Regions from separate parts of the Mus musculus genome. Here region 2 is linked to region 1. The links are chromatin contacts, called in public HiChIP or PLAC-seq maps. All regions are on one chromosome and are shown on one strand. The core of a region is the stretch at or near the end of the contact, and the rest is flanking DNA. Distances in the headings are between cores, read along the strand shown.

Evidence for each region. HiChIP or PLAC-seq counts read pairs in DNA pulled down with a chosen protein or histone mark.
Region 2: a CTCF HiChIP or PLAC-seq map of pro-B cells shows a contact between it and region 1, with 6 times the contacts expected there. The contact joins two enhancer-like sites. A contact is called at or near these places in 1 of 15 datasets of contacts at CTCF or cohesin (pro-B cells) and 14 of 484 Hi-C or Micro-C datasets (the N1E-115 cell line, cardiomyocytes, cerebral cortex and 6 more).

What each region holds. Positions count from the first base shown.
Region 1 is chr8:23,603,828-23,608,575 of GRCm38.p6, reverse strand. No RefSeq gene overlaps it. Among named protein-coding and RNA genes, the nearest start is that of Gm30471, 42 kb to the left of the region's middle. Within about 2 kb of position 2,910, at least 4 of the 459 cell types and tissues checked have an H3K27ac peak or open chromatin away from gene starts, as enhancers often do. A contact at or near this core is called in pro-B cells, where this site is marked.
Region 2 is chr8:23,806,436-23,811,183 of GRCm38.p6, reverse strand. The region is part of intron 3 of Zmat4 (zinc finger, matrin type 4); the gene reads right to left. Among named protein-coding and RNA genes, the nearest start is that of Zmat4, 140 kb to the right of the region's middle. Within about 2 kb of position 2,898, at least 3 of the 459 cell types and tissues checked have an H3K27ac peak or open chromatin away from gene starts, as enhancers often do. A contact at or near this core is called in pro-B cells, where this site is marked.

The sequences.
Region 1 (4,748 bases), core at 1,661-4,160:
TAGGCTAGGCTGGCTAGCCAGATACCACCAGGAATCTGCCTAGTTCTGCTTCCTGGCGACTAGAATTGCATGTATGTGGCACCATGCCCAGATTTTTTTCTATGTGTTCTGTGGATTGAACTTCAATCTCCATGCTTGCAATGGCAAGCACTTTACCAACAGAGCCACCTCCCCAGCCTTAAGTGCCCGGAGTTCTCTCATTGTATTATTATCACTGTGGAAACTAGGCTGCATACATTCCGAGTCAATGTATCCAGTGTGCTCCTGTGGACATCAGCTGCTAATGCCACCTGGTAACAGATGGCTACATGTCAGAGGAAAGGTCTGAAGTGCAGTGCTGAGGCCTGCTCACAATTCCCAGCCCTGCCACTCACAATCTGCATTGTCTAGAAAGAGTGGCTTTCCTTCCCTGGGCTTCATGTGCCCATCTGTAAGCTAGCAGGGCTGTGCTCTCTGGAGCTCTGGGCTCTTCCGTGCTGCCAGCTCTCTTGTACCTGTGGGTCCCTTTGCTACCTGTGCTCCCACCTCCTGCACCTGCTCCGTGCATCACTAGCAGTCTGTTCACTTCAGGAGTGCCCTTGGGCTGACCGAGCCAATGCGCGTCCTTGTGCTCAGAGAATGGAAACGTCTTGGAGTTAGGCCCCTCCTCCCTTAGAAAACCTATAACTTGGAAGTATGGAGGCCCTGCCCCTTCCCAACTCAAGACCTTCCGGGGACTCTGCAGCCCCTGCTAAGTCAGCCTCATCCTGGCTTTCTCGCTTTCCCAAACAGCTCACCTTCCCTCCCAATTGGCCTAGAAAAACATGCACATTGACAAAACGGAACTAAGTAACAGGAGGGACAGCTTCTTCGCTGAGATATTTCACTGCTGGAAATGGGGATCTGCAGACTTGACCAAAACAGGCTCACTGCACCTCAGGTCGCTAGCTATAAGGAGACGCTCCACGCTGTACTGCACTCTACTTTCTGAGTGTGCCCTGTCCAATCACAGTCAAAGAAATGACCACAGTGAGCAATGTGTTTTATTTTTTATGTTGCTTTTGGATGTGATCTCGTGCCTCCTGTAACAAACATTTACATTCAATTTATAATACATGTTTGTTATTGTTGGATGTCAGGTCATAGCTATAGAACCCAATATGGTGTACCCTGAACTTGGACATGCTTTGTTTTTATGCTTTCCCAGATATAATCTATAGAACGTGCCAGACAGTTTTGTTTAAATTGATCTGTCCTGAGAAAGTTCTGGGAAAAAGGCTACTCTGTCAGTGTTTAGTAGGTCCTTACTGGCATCTGTTTACATGTTTTTCTGATCATGTTTTCGTGAACTCAAACAACCTTCCTTGCATCGTTGCTTTCTTTGTTGCATTCATGCATAAAAGTAAACTGAGACTGAAGGAAGTGTGTCAATAGCATTAGGCTGTAGTCCCTCCTGTTCTTTCCAGTCCTCAGACCCCACGTCTCTCAAACACAGATCTGCACAGGTCAGTGAAAGTCAACAGTGCCCCTGGCTTGGGACTCCATCACATGGTAGGCATGTATGGCTGGGGATGTAGCTCAGAGGGCTCTGGTGTGAAATGTCCTAGGTTCCATCCCTAGCACTGCAAAACACAAATTTACCTAACCAGCAAATGAGGGTAAAGGTCGACTGAGGATGAACCATACTGCAGGACCAGATGGAAGTTACTGAGTACTGCCTCACTGAGAAGCCAAAGCCCAAGCCCAAAGACTGACTGAAGAGTACAGTCATGCCCTTCTTAAATGCTTGCGGACTTCTCTTTGCCTCCTCACTGGGACCTGGTTCTCTTTGCTCTGTCTTGAATAGACATGAACGTCTGTATATGAGCAGTAAACTTGAGGGTCCTGACCCTGGGGTCTACTTTATCAGGCAAGATAAACAAAGATACACAAGCATCAGTCATCTATAATATTTTAAAAGCCAAGAGAAATCCAAGAGGAAAGTCTAATGGTTGTAGGGAGTTGGTGTGTGTTCCCCCTAGAACAGTGGTTCTCAACCTTCTTGATGCTGTGACCATGCAATAGTCCAGTTTCTCATGGTGTGGTGACCCTAACCATAAAATGATTTTCATTGCTACTTCACATCTGTAACTTGGCTACCGTTATGAATTGCAATGTTAAATATCTGTGTTTTCTGGTGGTCTTAGGTGACCCCTGTGAAAGGGCCTTTCAACCCCCAGGTTGAGAACCACTGGCTCTTGAGAGCATTTGGTGGTTGCAGACAGGTGGAGGGGTGTGAACTTGGAGAAGGGCAACAGCAGTAAGTAGGGGAACCAGAGCGGGTGCAGCAGGGACTTCCAGACAGGAAGTCACAGAAGCCACAGCACTCTGTGAAAGAAGAGGTAACAATGACTTCACTATAATGAGACAGGAGGCCACCTAGGGCACAGCAGGAGACCCATCCACCCTTCCACTCAGGGCTCCAGCGTTCACCTCCAGTCTGTCCAAGGTCATGCCTGCATCTTTCAGCACCCAAATCCAGACCCGATGGGTACATAAGAGGGTTTGTTACCTCTCTCTGGCCTCCTTATTTCTGTCCCTCTAAGGATGTCAAAGGCAGAGCCTGCTAATTTAAACCACGGTTAAACCCCGATGCAGAGCCTCGAATCACTTAATGAATAGAGTGTGATAACCTGCTCTTCACAAAAGGGGGAATTAAAAACTCATTTATATCAGTGACAGAGTAGAAAGAAAACAGCCGTCTTGCTCCGGCCTGATAATGGAGATACCAACCCTGCTTTATGAACTCCTAATTAGATCTCCTCCATCTCTTGTTTTGATTTCATGTTTGCCTTTTTTTTAAAGCGAAAGGAAGAATAGCTACCATGCCCCACCATGTATTGTATGGGCAGAATACCGATGAGGAAGTGCACCACAGCGCCACCTGGAGGCTAAGGAGGGAGTACCTCTCTCGGGCCATGAGCTCTTCTGTCTGTCCATGCGCACATTGAGGACTTCCAAAGTCAAAGAGATTTCATCTGGTCTCTCCAAGACACAGAAGCCAGCCTGTGCCACACTCTAAATCTCTCCAAGGAGAAATGAAACTGTTCTACTTGGCTTGGTGGTTGGGAGACGCTAAGAAGTTTCAGCAGCAGAGCTTATAAAATGTTAAAATAAACTTCTCTCCTCCCCTTCCATCTCCTCTTCCCTTCCCCTTTCCCTCCCTCCCTTTCCTATCCTCTCCTCCCCTTTCTTCTCAATCTATCCCAGACATATGTTTCCACATCTTTCCTCATGAGTAACTCTGGCCTCTCTCTTGTCGTTGCCCTGATCTCTTTTCTCGGCTTTCCTCTGTGTAGTGGAAGAGTCACTTAGAGCTATACTCCAGCAGAAACATGGCTATGGGAAACAGTGACCAGACTGGAGTTCCCAGAACAGAAGCAACAACCTGTAGGACCCAGCAAACAGAAACAGATCAAAATTAGGTTGGAAGCAGATGACACAGCCCAGCAGTAGGGAGGCAGAGGCAGAAGGATAATTACCATTACCCAGTGTGGGTAATGCAGTGTAATGGCTATTCTTGGTGGTCAGCCTGACTGTATCTGGAATGAACTACAATCTAGAAGTGGAGGGCACACCCACAGTGGTTTGTAGCATGTGAATCCACTTGTAGTCTGGACCTTTGAGGCTTTAAGACACACCTTTAATCTGAACCACACCCTCTGCTGGTAACCTACATGAGGACATAGAAAAAGGAAACATTTGCTCTTTGCCTGCTTTCTCGCCTTGCTAGCACATCCATTCCTGGCCTTGGAGGCTCCTTCTTTGGGATTCCATCATAGACAGAAGTCTAGCTGAGACACCCAGCCTTATAGAACTGAGTAACTGCTAGATTATTGGACTTTCCACTCACAGTTAGCTATTGGACTGCAGCCTGTAAGTCATTCCAATAAATCCCAGATAGATGGATAGATAGATGATAGATAGATAGATAGATAGATAGATAGATAGATAGATGATAACGATATTTAGAGAGAGAGGGAGAGAGACAGATCCGTTCCATAAGTTCTATGACTCTAGAGCCCCTCACTAACCCCTGCAGCAAGCCTCTTGAGAATAAAACAGTGTGAACAAGCAGATAACCCTGCTTACCACTCAAGCCTGAGAGTCTGAGTTCAGATCACAGGGTACCATGCACAAAGCCAGAAGCACAGTGTGAATCTGTAGTCTCCACTCTCCCGCTGTGAGATGGGAGGTAGAAACACAATTGCCCAGAGACCCGGGAACCAGCTAGGCTGAAATACACAGTGACACAAAGCCAAGAGAGACTCTGCCTCAAAACAGAGTGGAAGGTGAGAACCAACTCTTAAGTTATTTTCTGACCTCCAAAGGGATACACACACACACACACACACACACACACACACATACACACACACACACACACTACACATATACACCATCCATATGCACATAAATGAAAAGTAAATTTAAAAATCAAAACATGGCCAGATATCACATCCTTAATTCTAGCAGTTGGGAGGCAACAGTAGGCTGATTGTGAGTTCAAGGCCAGCCTGGTCTAAATAATGAGTTCCAGGATAGTGACAGCTCACAGCTACGTAGTAAGACCCTGTCTTGAGAGAGAGAGAAACAGAGAGAGAGAGAGAGAGAGAGAGAGAGAGAGAGAGAGAGAGAGAGAAGAAAAAGAAGAAGGAGAAGGAGGAGGAGGAGGAAAGGGAAAAGGAAAAGGGAAAGGAAAAAAAGAAAAAGAAAAATTAAAAAAAAGA
Region 2 (4,748 bases), core at 1,649-4,148, 200 kb before region 1:
GGGAAGCAACCAGAAAGCCCCAGATGCCAGGAATGCAAGAGCCTCCCAGGACCTCATGGAGATGACATTTGTTGAAATACCCCACAAAGGGGAGGGAGAACCTGTCAAGACCATATACAGAGGTTGGGCATGTCTCCCCCACCCCACTGAGGAATGGGACTACCCACCCATCTCCAAAACTTTAACCTAGAATCGTTTCTGTCTAAAGAAAATACAGGGACAAAAAGTGGAGCAGAGACAGAAGGAAAGGCCATCCAGAGACTGCCCAACCTGGGGATCCATCCTACATGCAGATACCAAACCCAGACACTATGGAGACTGATACAACTGTCTCCTGAGAGGCTGTGCCAGAGCCTGACAAATACAGATGCGGAAGCTCGCAATCAACCATTGACGGAGTACAGGGACCTCAATGGAGGAGTTAGGGGAAGGACTGAAGGGGCTGAAGGGCCTTACCTGGCATCAATGGGAGGGAGGCCCTTGGTCCTGTGAAGGCTTGATGCCCAAGTGTAGAGGAATGCTAGGGTGGTGAGGTGTGAGTGGGTGGGTGAGGGAGGGTACCTCATAGAAGCAGGGTAAGGGGGAATGAGATAGGAGGTTTGCAGTGGGGAAACTGGGAAAGGAGATAACATTTGAAATGTAAATAAATAAAATATCCAATTAAAAAAGAAAATAAAGTATTTTGAATAAGTATTTCTGAGAAAACTGGATGTCTACATGCAAAAGAATGAAGTTAAGCCTGTGTCTCTCACTGTGCACTAAACCTAAGTCAAAGACGTAAATGTAAAACCTGAAACTGCTAGCACACAGGTAGCCTACATGATATAGGTGCAAGAAAGGACTTTCTTCATTCTTCACCCAACAATTCAGTCCAACAATTGGCAAATGAGACTTAATAAAACTACAAGATATATAGATATATATATATACACACACACACAATCAGTCATGTGAAGAGGCAGTCTGTGGATATGAGAGAATCTTTTGCAGACTACACATCTGACAGGAATGATTAATATCAAGAATATGTAAAGAACTCAAAAGAAGAGAAAAGCAAACAACAAAAAGGAAAAAAGCATCAAATATCCCATTCAATAACTGTACCTGAGATCCAAACAGAGTTCTCAAATGAAGGAGGAAAAGGACAACAAAGACCTCAAAAATGCCCATTGTCCCTAGCAATGAGGAAAACTTAAATCAAAACAACTTTTAGATTCCATTTAACCTAGTCAGAATGGCAGAGAAAATCAAAAGAACCAACAACAAATGCTGTGCAGAGGATGGGAGGTGTGGAACACTCACTCATTCATCATTGGTGTGATTACAAATTGGAATGTCCACTATGGAAATCAGTGTAGAGAATTCTCAAAACCTTAAAGAAAATAATCTACCATGTGACCCAGCCATACCCCTGTTTGTCACATGCCCAAAGGACTTGACATTCTATTCCACAGATACCTGCACAGCTGTGTCCTTATTCACAATAACTAGAAAATAGAAATGAAGTAAATGTTCTTCAATTGATGAGTGGATAATGAAAATCCAGTACATAGACGCTGTGGAATACTCTCTAGCTGTTAAAAAAAAATAATAATGAAACTTTCAGGTAAATGGATGGAACTAGAAAAGATCACATTGAGTGAGCTAATTGGATCCAGAAAGAAAAAGGACACATGAGATCTCTCTCATCGATCCAAATCTTCAGGTGATAGTCCAGACTCTGGAGTGACTGCATAAAACAAAAATGAAGCGGGAGCATTGCAGGGCTGGGCCGAGGCAGCAGAGAGGGGAATCGTAAGGTGTTAGTGATCTGAAGGGGGAAGAGATATTTGGTTACATCATGGAGGAAGAGGGAACAGGCAAGAGCAAGGTTTCTTTCAGATGAACCCACACCCACTCCTCCGTGATACATCTCCTCCAGGCAGGCCCTAATTGCTAACAGCCCATTCAATTATGAATTCAGTGGTGGATTATTTTCATGGGGAGATCGGGTCCTTCATAATCTGATCATCCCAGAAGCCCCCACCTCCAAAGCCAGCTACCTTGTGAGACAGGCCCTCAAACACGGGAACCTTTGAGAAACAGTTCAGACCCAAACTTAGACATAAGGTTACCAGGTCTCTCCAAAGGACAAAGCCTTCAAACTTCTGGCCAAGAAACCTAAAACTCTGCGAATAGAGGGCAGATTGGCTCTGTCACCTGCATCTCCTGCAGAAAGTATTGCTTCAAGAGCAGAGGCACAGCCTGCAGGAATGTCAGCCGACACCCCCCCTCCTCCCCATCATCCAACCCTGAAAGCATCCACTGCACAAGAGCACAGGCAAGCGTGTTCTGTGGGGGAACAGAGAGCACATAGTTTAGGTTTTCTGAGACATTTGCTCCCTGTCCCAGCTTGAAGCTTTAGTGCCTGTGGCGTGTGAACAGTCAGTCATAGTCCTAACCAAAAAGAGTAATTGTGGCTATGTTCCATAACATTTTATTTGTGGACATTAAAATTTGAATTTCATCTAATTTTACACCAACACCATTGTTATCCTTTCTTTGGCATTTTCTAACACTTAAAAAATGTAGAAGCCATTCTTAGCTTGCAGACTTTGCATATGCAGGAAGTGTCTGAATTTTGACCAGTGGCTAATTCCTGACTCCTGATTTAATATGGTACAGAAATAACTGCTCTTCCATGCCTATTGGTTTCCTAATTGCTCTTCAGATCTTCCAGAGAAGAGCAGCAGACCCATCCCTAATAGAACTATAGAGGTTGCAAATAACACTGAAAAGGCCTGGAAAAATAGTGCCATCCGTCATCTGTCACAGCTTCTCATGGGACCTCTGCACACTACCCATTCACTCCTCTGGAGAGGGGAAGTCACACCTGCACGATTAATGTCACTGCAAAGTCCTCGGTATGAAAGCAGAGTTCATGTGTTTTCCTTAGAGAGAAGCCCAAGAACCATTCTGCAGCTGGGCAGTAACAGGTGCTGGCAGTATGACTGATGAGTACAGTGCCTATAAAGATATTAGAAATTCAGCAATCCTTATCAAAATTACAAATGCGTGCTTTGATTGAGTGAACCCACTTGTAGCAAATTCTCTCTCCTTTTCTATGTCTGTCTGTCTGTGCCTGTCTGTCTCTGCCTGTCTGTGTCTGTCTGCCTCTTTGGCTGTCTCTCAGTCTGTCTCTCAGTCTATCTCCCAGTCTAAAATCTGTCTCTCAGTCCATCTATTTCTCAGTCTGTCTGTCTCTCAGACTCTCTCAGGCTGCTTGCATCTGCCTGACTGCCTGTCTGTCTGTCTACCTATGTCTGTCTCTCTGTTAGTTTCTGTCTGTCTCTCTAATGTGTGTGTGTGTGTGTGTGTGTGTGTAATTTATATTTGAAACAAGGGCATATACATCTATCAACATGGCATGGACATTCTGTGATATCATGTAAGATGAAAATCCTCAGTAGCAATGGGTAAGCACATAAGTTCTGGGGCATTGACACTGTGGCATGCTACACAACTGTACATGTGTAGGTACATGTGTGTACACACACAGCTGGTTCTCATGGTTTGTAGTGTTATGGTCTACAGAGTCATTGCAGACACTGAATTAGCAAACACTGGACCATCGCTCCCCCAGGGAGACTCATTCCCCACAAGCTCGGCTTACATTCCTATGCACTGATCAATATGTAATTTGTTTTATACATGTTTCTGTTTAAAGGTACATTATTTAGTATACATTATGAGCTTACACAAGACAAGTGCTTTCTCCCTAAGGCATATCTTAACAGACAGTATTTCAAGTCTGTGCTCAGCAGTCATTTTTAAACAAAAAAAAAAAAAAAAAAAAAAGACAACCCCAAATGCACAAAAATGAGAAAGACAGTACTGTGTTATGGTTCAGGTTGATATTAAAAGGACATCACCTTATTTGATCCCACTTGGAAACACAAGCAGCAGATGATTTAAAGGGTTCTCAAGGTCCCAGGACAAGATCAAGTTTAACAGGCACTATTGCTTGGAGTCAGACTCCGGTAAAACCTTCTGATGATGGAAACAAGTATAGGAGAGGAGGTTGCTCACTTCATAGACCAAGAAGCAAAGGCAAGTGAGAGATGGGGGAATGGTCATCAGGAAACGACCAAGTTTCTCCAGAGATGCCACACTTCTTGATACTTCACTGATGGGGCTAGAACCCAACATCAAATCAATTTAAAATTTTGACCTGGCAATCAAGCCTTTAGAACATGGCCTTCGGGGATCATTTTAGAACTACGCTGTAACAGTAGACAAACCCGCAAGAGGGGAATAAAGGTCTCCAGCACGTGTGCACACACATACACACCCCTTTACTCCATATGGAATCACCTATAGAAGATATAACATCAGATCAAAATGTCAAAGGCAAAGCAATGTGGCCCACATCCTGTGAAGTGCGTGAGACAAAAGGAAGATCTTTGTGAAGAGTTGCGTAACAGAGGTATGATGGCGACCAGATCTTTGAGACAGTCTCCCAGCAATTCTCTTTATGAATGTATGTTTTCAAGTGAATTGACATTGAGTTTTAAAAATTCTCTGTGATGTCTTATTTTTCAGTTTGGGTAAACAGTAAAAAATGTATGCTCCTTAAAATATGTATACTTGGTGAGAAGATAAAAGGTTGGATGAGAAAACCTCTAAAAATTCGTGGTAGAGAAAAACAGAGGTTGATAATAAACAGGATCTCTCAGCATTTGAGAGTTGTATGGTGTGGGTATCCAAAC